Linked DNA regions of Mus musculus: all the other regions are linked to region 1. The links are chromatin contacts, called in public HiChIP or PLAC-seq and capture Hi-C maps. All regions are on one chromosome and are shown on one strand. The core of a region is the stretch at or near the end of the contact, and the rest is flanking DNA. Distances in the headings are between cores, read along the strand shown.

Evidence for each region. HiChIP or PLAC-seq counts read pairs in DNA pulled down with a chosen protein or histone mark. Capture Hi-C pulls out chosen DNA fragments and counts their contacts.
Region 2: a contact with region 1 is called in a capture Hi-C map of embryonic stem cells, with 2.8 times the contacts expected there. The contact joins the promoter of Trim10 here to the promoter of H2-M3 in region 1. A contact is called at or near these places in 3 of 39 promoter capture datasets (embryonic stem cells, hippocampal neurons and liver), 1 of 15 datasets of contacts at CTCF or cohesin (the NIH/3T3 cell line), 3 of 115 datasets of contacts at active chromatin or transcription factors (bone marrow-derived dendritic cells, embryonic stem cells and pancreatic cancer cells) and 1 of 9 other capture datasets (embryonic stem cells).
Region 3: a contact with region 1 is called in an H3K4me3 HiChIP or PLAC-seq map of bone marrow-derived macrophages, with 2.8 times the contacts expected there. The contact joins the enhancer-like site here to the promoter of H2-M3 in region 1. A contact is called at or near these places in 1 of 484 Hi-C or Micro-C datasets (cerebral cortex), 4 of 115 datasets of contacts at active chromatin or transcription factors (bone marrow-derived dendritic cells, bone marrow-derived macrophages and microglia) and 1 of 9 other capture datasets (macrophages).
Region 4: a contact with region 1 is called in an H3K27ac HiChIP or PLAC-seq map of embryonic stem cells, with 3 times the contacts expected there. The contact joins the promoter of 1700031A10Rik here to the promoter of H2-M3 in region 1. A contact is called at or near these places in 1 of 15 datasets of contacts at CTCF or cohesin (the NIH/3T3 cell line), 1 of 115 datasets of contacts at active chromatin or transcription factors (embryonic stem cells) and 2 of 9 other capture datasets (adipose tissue and liver).
Region 5: an H3K27ac HiChIP or PLAC-seq map of bone marrow-derived dendritic cells shows a contact between it and region 1, with 4 times the contacts expected there. The contact joins the promoter of Trim31 here to the promoter of H2-M3 in region 1. A contact is called at or near these places in 3 of 39 promoter capture datasets (embryonic stem cells, hippocampal neurons and liver), 1 of 15 datasets of contacts at CTCF or cohesin (the NIH/3T3 cell line), 4 of 115 datasets of contacts at active chromatin or transcription factors (bone marrow-derived dendritic cells, bone marrow-derived macrophages, large pre-B cells and 1 more) and 2 of 9 other capture datasets (embryonic stem cells and liver).
Region 6: an H3K27ac HiChIP or PLAC-seq map of thymic regulatory T cells shows a contact between it and region 1, with 7 times the contacts expected there. The contact joins the promoter of Trim26 here to the promoter of H2-M3 in region 1. A contact is called at or near these places in 2 of 39 promoter capture datasets (the 3T3-L1 cell line and hippocampal neurons), 1 of 15 datasets of contacts at CTCF or cohesin (the NIH/3T3 cell line), 8 of 484 Hi-C or Micro-C datasets (CD4 T cells, CD8 T cells, hematopoietic stem and progenitor cells and 2 more), 9 of 115 datasets of contacts at active chromatin or transcription factors (CD4 single positive thymocytes, astrocytes, bone marrow-derived dendritic cells and 5 more) and 3 of 9 other capture datasets (adipose tissue, liver and pancreatic islet).

What each region holds. Positions count from the first base shown.
Region 1 is chr17:37,268,791-37,271,490 of GRCm38.p6, reverse strand. It overlaps H2-M3 (histocompatibility 2, M region locus 3), which reads right to left and starts at 1,257. Exons shown (of 8, transcript NM_013819.2): 1 at 1,157-1,257; 2 at 700-969; 3 at 218-493. The coding sequence starts at 1,229.
Region 2 is chr17:36,868,309-36,871,208 of GRCm38.p6, reverse strand. Trim10 (tripartite motif-containing 10) reads right to left here and starts at 1,635. Exons shown (of 7, transcript NM_011280.2): 1 at 902-1,635. The coding sequence starts at 1,330.
Region 3 is chr17:37,541,152-37,543,967 of GRCm38.p6, reverse strand. No RefSeq gene overlaps it. Among named protein-coding and RNA genes, the nearest start is that of Olfr111, 13 kb to the right of the region's middle. Within about 2 kb of position 1,432, at least 1 of the 459 cell types and tissues checked has an H3K27ac peak or open chromatin away from gene starts, as enhancers often do. A contact at or near this core is called in bone marrow-derived macrophages, where this site is marked.
Region 4 is chr17:36,922,310-36,925,090 of GRCm38.p6, reverse strand. It overlaps 1700031A10Rik (RIKEN cDNA 1700031A10 gene), which reads right to left and starts at 1,299. Exons shown (of 3, transcript NR_045439.1): 1 at 1,243-1,299.
Region 5 is chr17:36,896,834-36,899,533 of GRCm38.p6, reverse strand. It overlaps Trim31 (tripartite motif-containing 31), which reads right to left and starts at 1,404. Exons shown (of 8, transcript NM_146077.2): 1 at 767-1,404. The coding sequence starts at 1,180.
Region 6 is chr17:36,835,815-36,838,514 of GRCm38.p6, reverse strand. It overlaps Trim26 (tripartite motif-containing 26), which reads right to left and starts at 1,369. Exons shown (of 10, transcript NM_001025599.3): 1 at 1,251-1,369; 2 at 943-1,050.

The DNA of each region.
Region 1 (2,700 bases), core at 8-2,507:
TCTGGGACAGATTCAAATGTTCTGAAAGTAGGGTCAGCCCTGGGGACAGTCACTCTCTGATGTTGGATCAGGAAGGCCAGTACCACTCTTCCTCCTCCTTGTGCAGTATTCCAGCGGATCTGGTATTTCCTCCCTCCCCAGACATCAAGAGCCTCACTTGTATGTTTGAGGGGGTTATCTTTGCTTACTAAAAGTGGTTCCTAGTTGTTCCTCATACCTGCTCGCTGAAGAATCTCCTTGCCATTCCGCAGGAATCTGTGGAGCAGCTCCAGGCACTCTCCCTCCACATAGGCCCTGAAGTACTCTGCTGTGCCAGCTGACTCTAAACGGCTCTTCGTGATCTGAGACACCATGTCCACTGCAGTCCAGGAGCTCAGGTCTTCATTCAGGGTGATGTAATCTGAGCCATCATACGCAGCCTGATAGTGGGCTCCAAGAAGGCGCATGTCTGGCCCTACCTCACAGGAAACCATCCACTGCAGGATGTGAGAGCCTAGCCACAAACAGGGTGTCAGCCTTAGCCACCTCACCCTGCTCCGCCCGCCAACAGGATTTGGACCTAAACTGAAAGTGAAACCGGTTAAAGGTTTCTGAGAGCTCTGAAGCCCAACTCCAAACATCTAACCTGGCACCCAGGGCTACTCTGGTTTGGCAGTAGACAGACAGGAAGGAGTCTGACCCAGGCTTAGGGTCACTCACCGCCTTCACTCTGGTTGTAGTAGCGGAGCAGGGTCCGAAGGTTTGCTCTGGCACTTTGTGCAATATTCTTGACCTTGAGTTTCAGCTCCTTCCAGTACTCTGGTCTTTCCTTCTCCATCCAAGGTGCACGAGGTTCCATCCTCGGAATTTCCTCAATGCTATCACAGCGCTGAAACTGCACGTCGTCAACATAGCCCACAGAGATATACTGGGGCTCCCCACGGCCCGGCCGTGACACCGCAGTGTGGAAATAGCGCAGTGAATGTGAGCCTGGGGGCGAGGCAGGGTAACTTCAGAACTCTTCCCTGATAACCCCGGGCCAGTGAACAAGCATTGGGTTGGGGGTGGGGCAGGGAGCGGAACTCAGGTCCCGGCAGAAAAGGGATCCCCGAGCACCTGGTCCCGATGCCGTGATCCTCTCTTTAGAGGTTATTTACTTCCCGACCCCTGAACTCACCAGAACCTGTTTGGGTAACAGCCAAAGAGACCACCACCATGTGCAGGAGAGCGCGGTTGCTTGAGGACCCCATCCTTCCCGTGGTAGCCCTGATTAGATTCGCTAAGTACACGCCAACCAATTAGAATGGGAATTGGAGAAGCGTCATCAGTATCCGGGCAAAAGTACCCGACAAAGTTTACAGAGTTACAGAGAAGTGAAACCTCAGAGGAAATGGGGGAATCTCCAATGCTGGGTTAAACCTGGAAACTGGGCTTGGATTTGATCTCTGTTCTCCTACACTGAGTACTTAATGTCACGTTTCCTAGAACATTTTTAATATTCTAGGATCAGTATGTTCTCTAAAACAAACAAAACGGTTTTTTTTTCGTTTTGTTTTATGTGTACTGATGTTTTGCTTATATTTATGTATGTGCACCTCATGAATGCCTGGTGACAGCAGAGGCTAGAAGTGGGCATCTGACACCCTGGAACTTGTGATACTGGTCCTATCAATTGCCACATGAGTTCTGGAAATAAGACCCAGGCAAACTCCATGGATAAGTTTTATGAGTTAGGTCTACCAATAATTATCACTTGGGGTGCACACTTATAAACCCAGTCTCCAGGACATATAGGATTTTGGAAGGAGTTCAAGGTTGTCTTCAGCTAGGGAGTTCAGTAACACAGTGAGATGAGGAGCTCTGGTAAGAAATGTTCCAAGAGGTCTTATGGTCAAACCTTTTAGTTATTAGGAGTGGAAGCCCCTGAGTTTTTCTTGTTTGCAAGCTCTAAAGTCCTCCCATCCCACTGGGGATCCAAGCAAGAGTTCTTGGAATCAGTGTAGGCACAGGAAACTGACTTGGATGCAGATTCATTAACACAGTTGGCAATTTGGGAAATAGCTCTGGCAGATAGAAAACAAGGACAATATTTAAACAAAAATATTGAGATAAAGACTAATGAATCTAAAGTTGATTTTAGCAGTTTGATGGTTTGCCATAGACAATATGATTACTCAATTTTCACTCAGAAATCATATTAGTCACAAATGTCATAAATGAACTGTTTAGATGGTATGCTGTATTTCAATAGGCCCACTTGCTGTATATAAACAGCAGTCCCTACAGGTAAATTAGCCAAACTCTCACCCCTATTGCTCAATTTCCATGTTGTTTTGTCTTGTTTTATATTTTGAGACAGGGTTTCTTAGTCCTATCTGTCCTGGACTCAATTGGTAGTTGATGTGGCCTTGAACTCACAGAGATCCTCCTGCCTCTGCCTCCTGAGTGTTGGGGTCAAAGGTGTGCAATGCCATGCCTGGTTCAGACTCCATGTTTGATCACAAATGATCCACGGTGTCAGTAGAACTCAGCTTAAAGCTCGTCATTTTAATTTGCAGTATATTACTCTAAGTTTCATGACTTTCTGCATTCACTATATGTTGGATTTCTCAAGAACTGCTGTGGCGCTGCCCCACCTTTGATATTATTGCCACCCTTTCCTCTCTTGTAATTGGCCAAAGGTTTTACCAAAATGTTATTATTTTCAACATCAATGAAATG
Region 2 (2,900 bases), core at 386-2,885, 400 kb after region 1:
AAACAACGTCTCCCTTTTTACTAGAACCAATAATCTAGAAATGGTACACAAGGTGAGAAGAAATTTAGATGCAAAAATAATTGATGCCCAGTTTTATAAATTGTTCTAGATTAGAGTTAGGAACAAGCAAACACATAAATATCTATGTGTGTATGTGTGTTTAGAAATACATACAGACAAGCTGGGGATGTAGCTCAGTTATTAGAGCGCTTGCTTAGCATGCACAGGACTCCTAACCCTGCATCAAACGAGTGTGGCAGCATATGCCTATAATCCCTTCATCCAGGGGTAGAACTAGAAGAATCAGAAATTCAAGGTCATCCTAGGCTATATAATTAGTCTGAGGCAAGCTGGTCTCACTATGAAAAGATCACTAATAAATTGCTACATCATACATACAAATGCCTGCTCATAACAAAATATGGTATAAAAGCAACTAAAACCAGCAATGCACTCACTTAATGGAAAATAAAAAAGTATATGCCACAAATATTCACCCAACCAGCCCATTCAGTTACACGCTTCAAACAGAACACACTCAGACCATCCCTCCACAAACAAGGCGTTCACTCTTGTACATAAACAAGCACTGTCATTCCCTAAAATCCAAACTTCAAGCACACTTAACTGATACAGGACACACACACACGTTTGATGGTTCATCCGTTCAGAAAGGATTTACTATGGTCCACAAGGAAACAACATAGAACTCTTAATTATAACTCCGTGCTTCTCTGTGCTTCAGTATGTGCCTGGCTGATCAAATAAGGTAAAAAAAATTGGAGTCCGGATGCTCCTTCCAGCCCAGAATCCACACCACCTTTCTACTTCCCTTAGTCCAATCCAGCTCTCTCAAGGGTGCCCCAGAGCCCCTTCCTACCCTGTAGGGATCCTCTCCTACCCTGTAGGGACCTGCTGCGTCCTCCAGGAAGCGCACAGTGTGAGCCCCATGCTGTCCGGTTTCGCGGCATACCACACACAACTGTGCCTCATCCTCCTCGCAAAAGAAGTAGATTTTCTCCCCGTGTTCCGGACAGGCATCCTCCACCTCCAGGCCTCGCGTGGACGCCAGCTGAAGGCGCTCGATGTTCTCCACCACATTGGCCAGCTGCCAGTTGGGCCGGAAGCTCCCTGGGCGGAAGGGCTCTTTGCAGAGCGGGCAGCTGAGGGACTCCTCTGATTCTGGACCTGGGATCTCGCAGTAGCGAGTGAGGCAGCCACGACAGAAGTTGTGGCCACAGTCAATGGTGACTGGCTCCCTCAGGGTGCCTTGGCAGATGGGGCAGTTGACCTCATCTGCCAGGCTAGTCACAGAAGGAGCTGAGGCCATGTCAATCCTACCAGGCCTTCTGACGCTGGAAGTCACCGTCTCTGCTCACCCTCCACACCCACATCAGGCCTGAACACCAACATAGTCACCCACACTGGGACAAGGGACCCAGTTACATCTCTGGCACCAGAGCCCCTTGTCCTGCTCTCCCAGGAGCAGACACACTCCTGCCAACAGCATAGGTGAAGAAATAGAGGAGGAAGGCCCAGGGGCTCAAAGCACCATAAGTTAACTCTCTGGACCAGTTCCCATGGCCTGGAGCTCACTGCAACTTTCTGTCCACCCGAAGCTGCTCACAGTCTCTCAGCAGACCACTGTTGAAAGAGATCTTTTCTTCAGGGGCAGGGAGGAGCTTGACTCACAGCTACTGCCACCCCAGCTCTTAAACATAGCCACCTGTCTCCAGGGAGATTGGAGGTATCAGCCAGTACAAGGCTAGTGGCCAGGGGAGTGTGGGGACTCAGATAAGGCTCTTGAGCTGGGGTGTGCACAGCACAAGGAACTGTGGTGATGCCTCCATGGTCCTATAACAGGCTTTAAAAGAGGGCCGAGAGAAGGGAAAAAAAAAACAAAAACAACAACAACAACAACAACAACAAAAAACGTATGAGGGAGGAAAAATAGAGCCAGCATTATTTATTTATTTATTTATTTATTTATTTATTTATTACCATGACTACATATCTCCCACTGATAGACGGAAGCACTTTAAACAGTTTTTTTTTTTTTTTTTTAATTCCACCTTGGCTCTATCACATCCTGCTGTTTGGACCTCCATTTTGCAAGCTCCTCCAGGTTCCCTCCACTCATCCAAGGGGAACCAACAGAGTGCAGGTGACTGTGATCTATCTGCAAGTCAAAGCTATGTGTCTTCCAGGAGATTCAGTCTACCAGAAACCCAAAGGACAAACAGACATGGTGGCACATGCCTGTGATCTCAGCACCTGTTATCCAGAGATGGGAGAATCAGGAGTCCTCAAGACCAGCCTCTGCTTGTATAGCAGCTCAGAGGCCAGTCTGAGCTACGTGAAATGTGTCTTGAGGAAAAAAACAATCAGTGAAAGTCACATATATGCAATGTAAATGTTTCTGGTTGCCAATATGAGCTGGGCCCCAATGGAACAGAATTATATATAAAGGGACATTATTGGGAAACCGGGTATTTTGAATACTGACAGTAAACTCACTAATAGATTGCTAAAGTTCTTTAAATTATATAGTTTTTATTATTACTGTGTATATGTGTGTATGTGTGTGCATGTGTAGGTGTGTGTGCATGTGTATATATGTGTGTGCATGTGTGCATGTGTAGGTGTGTGTGTGTGTGTGCGCGCGCTTGCGCGCTCGTATTCTGGCATAAATGTAGAAATCAAAGGACAACTTTGTGGAGTGAGTTCTTGCCTTCAACCATGTTGGTCCCAGGGCTAGAACTCAGGTCTTTGGCTTGGCAGCAGTTGCTTTTACCTGATGCGGCATCACACCGGCCCATGTTAAATTTTTTAATGACACCGTGGTTGTGTGGATGAATTCCTCACTCTGAGGAGATATATGTTGTATTTATGGAAGAGAG
Region 3 (2,816 bases), core at 183-2,682, 270 kb before region 1:
AGAACATAGACTCTCAATGAAGATTAGCAGCGTCTTAGAAAGACTGTGCTAGTGACCTCCACTTTAAACTAGAATGAAGGATTCAAATTCCAAATTGTTTAATTCTTTGTTTTGTGTTTAAATAGGTTAAATTAAAATAATGATATTAATGTAATAATATAATAAAATATTTCTAGTAGATTTATTCAGTCTTGTAATTTTTAAATATTTCATTATGCAATGATCAGTATTGCATAATGGTTATGGTTAATTAGTGGTAGTGTATGTCCTTAATCCAGCACTCAAGTGGCAGAGGCAGGCAGATCTTTGAGTTTAAGGCCATCCTGGTCTACAGAGAGAGTTCCAGGACAACCAGAGTTACACAGAAAAACCCTGCCTCAAAAACAAAACTAAACTAAAAACAAACAAACAAAAAACCCAAGCCAATAATCTCTGTTTTTAACTTTCAATATAAAGTAGTTGAAATGCTACACATTTATATTAAAAGCAATTCTTATGCTCTAAAGCAGGAATTCAGAAGCCAAAATGTGTAGTACAAATAAAGAGTACAGAATTTTAATAAAATTGTGTGCATATAGACAATGTCTCCCCACTCATTAGGAATGTGACCAAAAGAAACAACTCTGGCCTGGGTAACAATTCTAGAATGCAACTGTTTATCAGTAATGATTAGAGTTGCAGGACCTCCCTGCTGCTATGAATGTTAAATGGGTTGACATATGAACTAGCCATATTAAGAAGAATCACAAACAATAAACCTTCTAGAAGTAGCTGTCATAAGTCAGTTAACACAATAACCATGTGTTATTTTCCAAAATTACTTTAAAGTACTTTTGCTCTTTATTTTCCTTTTCAATTAGTTCATTTTACAAAAAGAAAGCCATTACAGAAATTGTGCTGGGATTTAGTTATATTTTATCCAACTGAAAACCCATGTCTTCCATCTGCCAGACTAATCAGGGTATGTGTTCAGGGCCTATTTTCATAGCTGTTTATGTGGCCAGTGATCTCAAAGATCACTGGATTTAAAACAGGATGGGAAACTACATCTGAGAAAAATAACCACTGGCTATTTTATTTCATTTAAAGTTTTAAAATATAAAAGCATAGGCTCTAATTACTGGTAACACAATTACACTTCGTCTAACTATTTCACAGTAAGCAGGTATAAATCCTGAGCAACCTAAAGAACATGCTTGAGCAAGTTGGAAAGTGTACATGAGCAGCCAAATCGAGGAAAACCACAAGAGTTTAAAGAACCACCAGAGGTTTCCATTGTCTCTCACACTAAGATCTAACACAACCAGAATGACAATAATATCATAGCTAGCTCTACAGCAGAGGGAGAGTCAACTCTAGAAAGAGACCTCTAACTCCAAACCTGAAAAGCAATTCTTATACTCTAAAGCAGGAAGTCAGAAGGCAAAATGTGTTTCTGCAATGGTTTTGAAACAGAACCAGGGTACAAATGAGTGTGCATGTGAGACAGTGGGTATTTTAGGATATTGGCTCACTTGATTATGGAGATTCTCAAGTTCAAAGCCACAGAGCAATAAACAAGAGACCCAAAAAGGAGATGATATTGCAAGACATGTCCAAAGACTCTCAGGCTGACCACCAAGAGAAAAGGATATTGTTAGCATTTAGTCTAGGCTCTGCCCCACAGTTACCTAGCAACAGCCAGGTAGGCCTGACTCACTATAAAAGGTGATGCATGCCCCCTCCTCTTTCTCTTGCTCTCTTGTTCTTGTTCTCTCATCTTCCTTTTTCTCTTGATCTCTTGCTCTTGCTCTCTCATCTTGCTACTGCTTCCCCTCTCTCTCCAGGAGCTCATGGCCTGCCTTTATGCTTCAATTCGTTCTCTCTCTCTCTCTCTCTCTCTCTCTCTCTCTCTCTCTCTCTCTCTCTCTCTCTCTCTTTCTGTGCCTTTCTCTCAACTCTTCTCTCCATCCCTGGAATAAACTCTATTTTATACTGTACTGTCTATTCTATACTATATTACGTGACTATTCCCTCGGGGAAAGGGAAGCCCCAGCAGGGCCCCCGCAGGGGCACCCACTCCCCCACACCTTACCAGGCCTCCACCAAACATATGTCTTCCTTCCCTATCTTTTTATAAAACACAACAGGCATTATGATTCAAATCTCATTATATTCTTCACTTATGGTTTATTGTTGTTTTGTTGTTTTGTTTCCATGCCCATCCAATTTCATGGTAGCAGAAGCATGGGTTTAAGTGGGAACAGTACTAAAGGAGCAGAAGCTATGAATTCAAGCTATAGAGCTACATTTCCATTAGAACAGAGCAAAACAAAGCATAGCCTCTCCTCTCTCCCTCTATCTCCCCTATACACAGAGTGATATTATTTCTGCCCATTTCTCATCATGGGTGGTCTTTCCTTCATCTATAATCTTCTTAAATTTCTTTTATTCAGTGTTTTAAAGCTTTCTTTGTCTACCTCCTTTGTTAGGTTTATTAACATATTTTGTGAGAGAAGTGGGTAAGCAAATGTTCTCCAGCACAATAAACCAGCAAACTCATAATGCTATTACGAATTAAAAGAATGGAAAATAATGCAAAAAAAAAAGAAAAGAAAAGAAAAAGAAAAAGAAAAAAGAAAAAAAAAAGAAAAAAACACAAAAAAACTAGCAAAATTAAAGGAATTAGTAAACATCTCTAATAATAACTCTAATTATAGTTTGCCTTAGGTCTTCAATTAAAAGATGCAGACTAGGTGACTACATTAAGAAATAAGATCCACAGGGTAGAAGGAGAAGATAGATGGTGGCAGTCGTGAATCAGCATGGCTATGACC
Region 4 (2,781 bases), core at 50-2,549, 350 kb after region 1:
GTCTTTTAAAGATTTATTTTTATCTATGTATCTGTGTCTCTGTGTGTAGATGACATATGTATGTTAGTGCCCGAGGGGTCCAGAAGATATTGAGTCCTCTGGAGCTGGTATTATAGGTAATTGTGAGCTTCCTGACATGGTTACTAGGAACTTAACTGGGGTCTCCTGGTAAAACAGAACATGCTTTTAACTGTTTAAACTCTTCATTTCTATTTTAATAAAAAATAATTACTCTGTGTGTGTACATACCTATGCCTGTATCCATATATGTAAGTGTATATGTAAGTGGAAATAAGAGGTAGAAGTCCCATATTGTCCTCAGTTGCTCAACATTGTTTTTTGAAATGGTGTCTATCACTGAATCTCGAGCTTACTGATCAGCCTGACAGGATAGCCAGTAAGTCCCCAGGATTCTCCTGGCAGTATCTCCCTGTACTGGGATTACAAGTTCAGATAGCTTTCTCAGCTGCTCGCATAAGTTCTAGAGCTCCATACTCAGGTCCTCAGGTTTGTATGGCATACATGTAAGCCAAACACTCATTCATTTAAACATAACTTTAAGAAGGAAGAGGAGGAGGAGGAGAAAAGAAAGGCATGGTAACACATGCCTTTAATCCCAGTAATCAGGAAGCAGAGGCAGGCAAATTTCTGTGAACTGGATGCCGGCCTGGTCTACGTAATGAGCTCCAAGACAGTCAGGGCTACATAGAAAGATCTTGTTTCAAAATACAAAGGTGGAGGCATGATGACACACACCTGAAAGTTTTGCACCCAGAATACAGAAAGATTGCCACAAGCTGGAGGCCAGTCTGATCTATATAGTAAGTTCATGCCAGCCAAGGCTACACAAGACTCTCTCTCAAAAGCAATTACAACAGGAAAAAAAAAAAAGAAAAAAAAAAAAAGAAAAAAGAGAGAAAGAAAAGAAAAGCAAAAAGAGAAAAGGACAAAGTTGGGAGGTCAGAACAGAACTGAGGGAACATGGGGAGGAAAGGAAGTGTCTCATATTTGTTCCAAATCTCTTTTTGTATTTCTCTGTCCGATAGTCAAGAATCAGAGCCCATCTGATAAAATTAGGCTGCCGTTACTATACCTATAGAGAACCAGGCTGCCGTTACTACACCTATAGAACTAGTATTCTTTTTTCTGACGTCTTGAACAAGCATGTTAAAGACATCTAATACTCCCGATTAAAGCCAAAAGTGACCTTCAGCTTAACTTTATCATCACTTTTCTTTATACCTGGAACGAACTAGCTGGCCCAGCATGGTGGTAGTCTAAAGGGACCGACCCCACTTCCAGGTTTGAAAACTTACCAAACCCACCAATCCCTGAGCTCAAAATCCCACCAATCCCTGGGCTTGGCTTGAAATCTCACCAATCTCCACCCCGAATTTCTCTGCCCAGGAAGTCTGGCTCCTGCTCCATTCCGTACCCTGACAGTGACAACCAACCTCTTGTAGCTCTCAATAAATCTTTGTGAGGTTTGTTGTGTGGTGTATCTTGGCTCCTGACTGCCTTTCCCTTTAGAGCTGCAACATGTACATGGGGGGGGGGCTCCCCCTCAGAGCTGCAGCATTTCCATTGTGGTAGCCCTCCCCCTAGAGCTACAACATCTCCATCTTTTCCCTCAGAGCAGTAACACTTAAAGTGTTGGCACACACTGTAATCACAGCACTTGGAAGTCGGGGACAGGGAAAATCAGGAGTTCCAGGGCACCCTGAGCTACGTGAGAACCAGACTAAAGAAAAAAAAAAATCAGCTAGAGTGAGATGGCTCGGTGGTGAAGAGAGCATACTGCTCTTGCAGAGAACTTCTGTTTGGTTCCCAGTATCCACATCAGGCAGTTTATAACCACCCATAGCTGCGCCATGAATTTTGATGCTTTTTGGCCTCTGCAGGTACCTGTACTCACGATTACACGCCCACACAGACATACACAGACACATAATTAAAAACAAACCTTAAAAATAAAACTTGTTGGGATAAACAATGTACTTCGTAATGCAGCTCATGGTTTCGTTTACAGAATTGCTTATGAGAAATAAGTAAAGGGGATCATTGAAACGGTTTGCTGGAGTATAGGCATTTGGAACCGGATGACCTGAGTCTGATTCCCAGAATCCACATGGTGGAAGGAGGAAACTGACTCCTCAGAGGTGTCCTCTGACCCCTGTGCAAGCACAGTGGTATGCAATTGAACTGCCACATACCTAAGTAAATAAATACCTGTAAAAACTAGTAAAAGGGAAATGAGTGAATTACATCATTTTTAAAACTTAATTTTAAAACTTTGCTTGACCTTTGGACCTGGTTGAAAATTATATCCTTTGAGCAATGTAACTTCAAAAGCCACAAAATCATGCATACAGCCATTGTTCAGACAGCTAGGCGTGTCTCTTAATGGCTGCACTTAAAATCTAAAGCATTACTCTTTCTTAATAAATCCCAGCCCTGCTTCATGCTGGCTCATCATCAAATTCTTTTTTGTGGTGTGATCAAGATCCCAGCTTCACATTCACGAAGGCCCTTAAGAGGGGACCTCCACAGGGTACAGGTTATACAGGGAGGCCCTTGACAAAATGAATTGGGAACAGGGAATCAAGAACAGACCTGGGCAGGGGAACTAGGTCACTTCAGGTCTTACAATGTCTGTGGGAATTCTGGGCATTGTGTTCCTCATGGAGCCCAGCACTTGACTCTCTTCTCTTGATGGTGATACCAGTTTCTTCTGGGCTTCCTCAAGAGCAGGAGGGCTCCTGTTCTCTCACTCCTATCTCC
Region 5 (2,700 bases), core at 155-2,654, 370 kb after region 1:
GTGGCTGGACTTGAATGAGACCTTCTGAGTTAAAATTTGCACTTAACAAAGAGCACACATGAGCTGGCCCATAGTCCCCACTACATATGTATCAAAGAACCACCGTGTCTGGCCTCAGTGGAAGGGGATGCGTTTGGTCTTATGGAGGCTTGATACCCCAGAGATGGGGGATGCTAGAGGGGTGAAGTGGGAATGGGTAGGGGGCATTACCCTCTTAAAGGCAAAAAGAAAGGGTGGGATAGGGTGGAAAGATCATGGAGGGGAACCAGAAAGGGTAATGTTTGAAATGTAAATAAAAAAAATAATTAATAAAAAATTATGTTTAAAAATTAGTACATTATTAATTGTGTGTGCAAGTTCAGCAGAGTGCTATGGTGTGTGTGTGTGTGTGTGTGTGTGTGTGTGTGTGTGTGTCTGTGTTTATGTGTATGAAGACAACTTTCAAGGGTGAGTTCTCTCCTTTTATTTTGCATGTCCCAGGGATCAAACCAATTTTCTCCTTCTACTATGTGGGTCCTTATGGTCAAGACAGGCACTTTTACCCTCTGGGTCATTTCGCCTGCCCCTAGAGTACTATTCTGATTCTTCGTCTTGCTTTGGTTACAGACTGGCATTTTCTAGAACTCAATTCTTTGAGCCCACTGGACCTGGCTATAAATGGCCAACTCAAGTACAAAGAGTACAGCAATGGGTGTCAATCAACTGGGGCCTCCCCAGTGAACTCTACTCTGCTGGGCTGGGGGCAGAGAAGGGCCCAGGTGCCTACCTTGTAGTTCTGGGCAGCCTCATCTATCAAGGTGACATTGTGAGACTTGTGGTCCTTGGAGTCACGACACACCACACAGAGGAATGCCCCATCCTGCTCGCAGAAGTAATGTAGCTTTTCCTTGTGCCTCTGACATCTTGAGTCTTCCTTTTCTGCTTGGATGTCAGCAGGATCCATACTTTGGATCTTCTCTGCAAGACTAGCCAGCAGCTTATTGGGCCTGAACGTATTCTTATTCACAGAGAGTTTGCAGAGAGGACATTGGATCTTTTCTGACGTTTTTCCAACCTGACTGATACACTGCAGGCAGAAGTTGTGCCCACAGTCAATGGTGACAGGATCTTGTAGAATTTCCATGCAGATGGGGCAGGTCACCTCCTCCTGCAGTTGGCAGGCCAGAGGTTGGCCTGCCATGATGGAACAGCAGGGCTAATCTGAGATGTGAAAGTACAGAAATCCAAGGCCTGGTGCTTGTAAGAGAGAAGGAAGCAGGAGGCAGAGGTTGAAGAGTATCTCAGGGAGAGGATTAGAGGAGAATGAGGGAAGGGGGGGTTAAATAAATAATGACAGAAAAGAGTCAGCGATAAATGGGGAATATTCTAAAGAGAAGAAAACAGATGGTCAGTCCTCTCTCCCTGTCTCTCAAGAACAGAAACCGAGAGTGCCTGCTGCCTATAAAGTAGAGCAAGACTTCCTGGACCTTGAACTAATTAAACATATCTTTCTGAAGCAGATTCAGAGAACAGAAAGACGAAGTGACAAAGTCCACTCAGGTGTAATTGGGGAGTGGAACTGATCGCTGGCAGCCCCAGGAAGGCTTGTTACCACCCCAGCAGATCTCTCACTCCCAGACCCTGCCTTCTGTTGGGTATTCCTTCCTGTCTCTGGTACCCCAGCATCTTTGAGTCATCCTTTGTTCTGTTTGGCCTGTCTGTTACTTCCTCTGTCTCTGTACTTCTCAGATTCCCCACCTACCCACACACACACACATCAGCTTGCCTGACCTGTGGACTTTAGCTTGACAAGGAAAGTATCAGCCAGGGTCACCGACATTTCCATTAGTAGCTCAACACTTCTTAACCCTTCCTCTTGCTCTTTTGTGCCCAGGAAGACGGTGCTCCCTCCTTCCTCCCTCTCCATCCCCACTAACCTCTCCTCTCTTCTGTTCTGTCATTAAAACCCAAACTGTTAATTTTTAAATAAAAATGTTTTAGATTTGTGTATTTTAATTTTACTCACATGAAAGTTTTGCCTGCACACACACACGCACACACACACACACAGAGTTAGTATTAATTGTATGCAAATGGTATGGGACCACCCACTGGAGCATAGGCCACTACAATGCCACAACCCCAGAAACTATCAATTGCCAATAGCTCCTCAGTGTGAGGTGGGGCCATATGAACCCTTTCCTATTTAGGTTGGAAAGTTGACTGGCCTGGTCTTATACAGGCAACCAATGTGTTCATAGGGCAAGGCCATTGGCAGGTCACACAGGGTGTGGAGGATTTTATGGCTATAGCCCCAACAATAGTTCCTTGTCATTTGCCAGGGACAGTCTTGGCTTTACCTTTGTCCCCTCATAAATGTCAACAGCCCTTCCTTTCATTCTCAAAAGTATCCACTCATATTATAGAGGTTACTTTGATTACAGCAACTACTGAAAGCTGAACACTTTCAGAAATACTACACCTACACTTCTCAGCCTTTTGGCTAAGATCAAGTGTAGAAATACCAGACCTCAGGCCTGTCTATTTCATTCACTTTAAGGTTGAATTAAAGCAAATATTTTTGTAAGGTTTTATAACTTGCATTCATACTCAGCTGTCAGATCTAGAGGTAAAATTTAATTTATTTTAAATTAAATCATTTCTTTGATTTAAAAAATTTATCTTCAGTATTGCTATTAGTAATTTTTTTATGTGTATAGG
Region 6 (2,700 bases), core at 120-2,619, 430 kb after region 1:
CAAATCTAAAAACCAATGCAGTGCAGCAACCTGGGTGAGAATATGGAGGGATAAGGTGAAAAGGAAAAGGTGAATAAATATAGTGTGTGGACTTTGGCCAATAATAATGTGTTATTTGTCAATGAAAGGAAATCAGTTGGGAGTTATAGACACTTCACACACTGTTTTCTCAATTTTTTCTGTAAATGTACAACTGTTCTAAAAAAAATTAAGTGTATTCAAAAGTGTGGGCAGATGCCTGTAATCTCTGTAATCGAAGCACTCGAGGCAGGAGGCTAACCTGGGCTGCCATGGTCAGTTTCAGACCATTTTGGATACATGGAGACACCCTGTCGTTGTCATCACCATCGTCATCATTATCAAATTTAAAAGTTGCAGTTTTAAAGGCATTAATGAAAGCTTTCTTTTAGAAAAATATGGGTTTGTTTGTTTGTTTGTTTTAACTTGGGAGGAATACTCTAGGCATCATGAATCCATCTCACTAACAAGGGGTTCAGGCATGCATGAACGAGCGCATGTCATTCTTCCCTTCTTTGAAACACACACAAATGGTTGTGTTGTCAAAATCTGGAATGTACGGGGAATTGTTAAGTGTCTCCTCCTATTCACTTCCCAAAGTTAAATTCATACATTTCTTTTCTTTTCTTTTTTTTTTTTTTGGGTGGGGGTGGGGGTGGGGGTCAAGACAGGGGCTCTCTTTGTAGCCCTGGTTATCCTAGAATTCATTTAGTCTGTAAACCAGACTGGCCTCTAACTCCCAAGCACTGGGTGTAAAGGCGTGCACCAGTCCACAGCCAGGTTTATACTTTCTTTTCCTAAGCTAATTAGGTAGTAAAATCATCAGTGATAACGAACGCACAGCTCTTGGTACAACTAGCTAAACCAGTTTACTCTGAGGATAAATAAATAAAAAAAAAATAAACAGATACATAAATATAAGACCTGCTTCTGGTCATGCAGGGCTCCAAGCCACCAGGTGGAACGTCATCCGGGTCCCGCTCACTTCTGGCTCTGGGGACTGGAAGAGACTGAAGTAAGTCTGGGTTGGACCTGAGGAGGAAGGAACACGGCGAGCTCAGGGCGAAAGGCCCAAAGGCGAGCCGGGGACGCGGCGCTCACGCGAGCTCGCCGTCCCGCGCGCCCGGGCCTGGTTAGCCCTGCCCAGGGCCCGCGGCCGCCTTCGCTGTCCCCACCCGGGTCGCACGGCGGCCGCTCCTCCGCGTCTCCTCACCAGTGCAAACCGCACTCACCCGCGCCGCTCTCCGGGCCGGGTCACTCCTCTCCCTGGAGCTGCTCCGCGGGGTAGGTCCTGAGCAAGCAGCCGGCACCACAGTCTCCCCGCCCAGCAGTCTCCGGGAGCTCCGGGCCCTCCGCCGAGATTTCTCTGGGACCAGCCCTGGGATTGGCTCTTGCCAAACTCCATCCTCCAATGGGAACTTCAGGATTCTTGACGTCACTGATCACTGGGCAAATCCCCAGGCAGCGGCCAAAGAGGTGAAGCGGCCGGGCCCGAGAAAAGGAAAGTGAAATCGGAAGCGGCCAGTGCGTCACGGTTGTCTTCCAGCTGCTGAGGTCGCGCGAGGCCTCGTGTAGGTTAGGGTGCTGAAGCCCCCATAGCTTTCGAGACCCCATTTCTGATTCCCTGCGGTTAGGGGTGGGCTGGGGTGTCTGCAAGGGCTGGGTTTTAGATGGGGTTTCCTCCTCAGGGCCTGCCTCTAACTAAGATCAGACCAGTCTATCAAGTTTTTCCAAGATCCATCACAAATATCATTTTCGAAGCTCCTGGCTAGGATGAACCATTTTTGACAACTAGCCTTCCTTACACAAGGCAGGTGCTGTTCCTGCTGTACAGAACAAAGTAAACACACATACACATTCCACACTCCACCCCACACCACAGTGATAGTTCAGTGGGTAAAGATGCTTGCCACCAAATCAGATGACTGGCTTTCAAATCCCATATCCCCCACATGATGGGACATGAGAACATCTATTCTGGTTGTCCTCTAAGCTCCACAAGCACATGCACTCTCCACCTACGCTAAATAAATAAATGCAAAACATTTAAAGATCCTGGCGCTAGGGAAACCGAGGCATTAGAGTTCAATACCAGCCTGGGCTACGAAGGGGGAATTTGTTGAAAACTGAGAAAAACTACAGAACCTGCAATATCTGGTACTGAGGCCCTCTACAGGAGCTTTGAGAGCCTCCTGCAGCTCCACAGCCAAGGACTCGACCACGCCCACTAGCCTGAAAGCCCTTTTTGCACACAGCTTTCTGCTCTGCAGGAAATCCACAGTTCCTGCTACTTCCAAAGAAGTAGTCCGAGCTGCAGGAGGGCTCCGAGTCCTAAGTCCTAACATTTCACCAACATATGGGGAGTGCTTTTGAGTTTCCTGTGAGCTGTTGTAGGGGGTGGAGCGGAGTTCTGGATGCCTGTGCTCTGGACTTTGATCTCAGCACACCCTAAAATCACTAGATACCTGCTCTTTCAGTTGATATTGGGGGTGGGAGCTTTGTTTTGTTTTGTTTAGAGACAGAGTCTCACTATGTAGCTCTGGCTGTCCTGGAACTCGCTCTGTAGACCAGGCTGCCCATATTCAGTACCGGTTCTTCCCACTCTGCCTGCGTTTCCCTTATATCTACAATAAAAATCTTCTCCATACTTAAGGAATAGTCACAGGGAGTACCTCAACGATG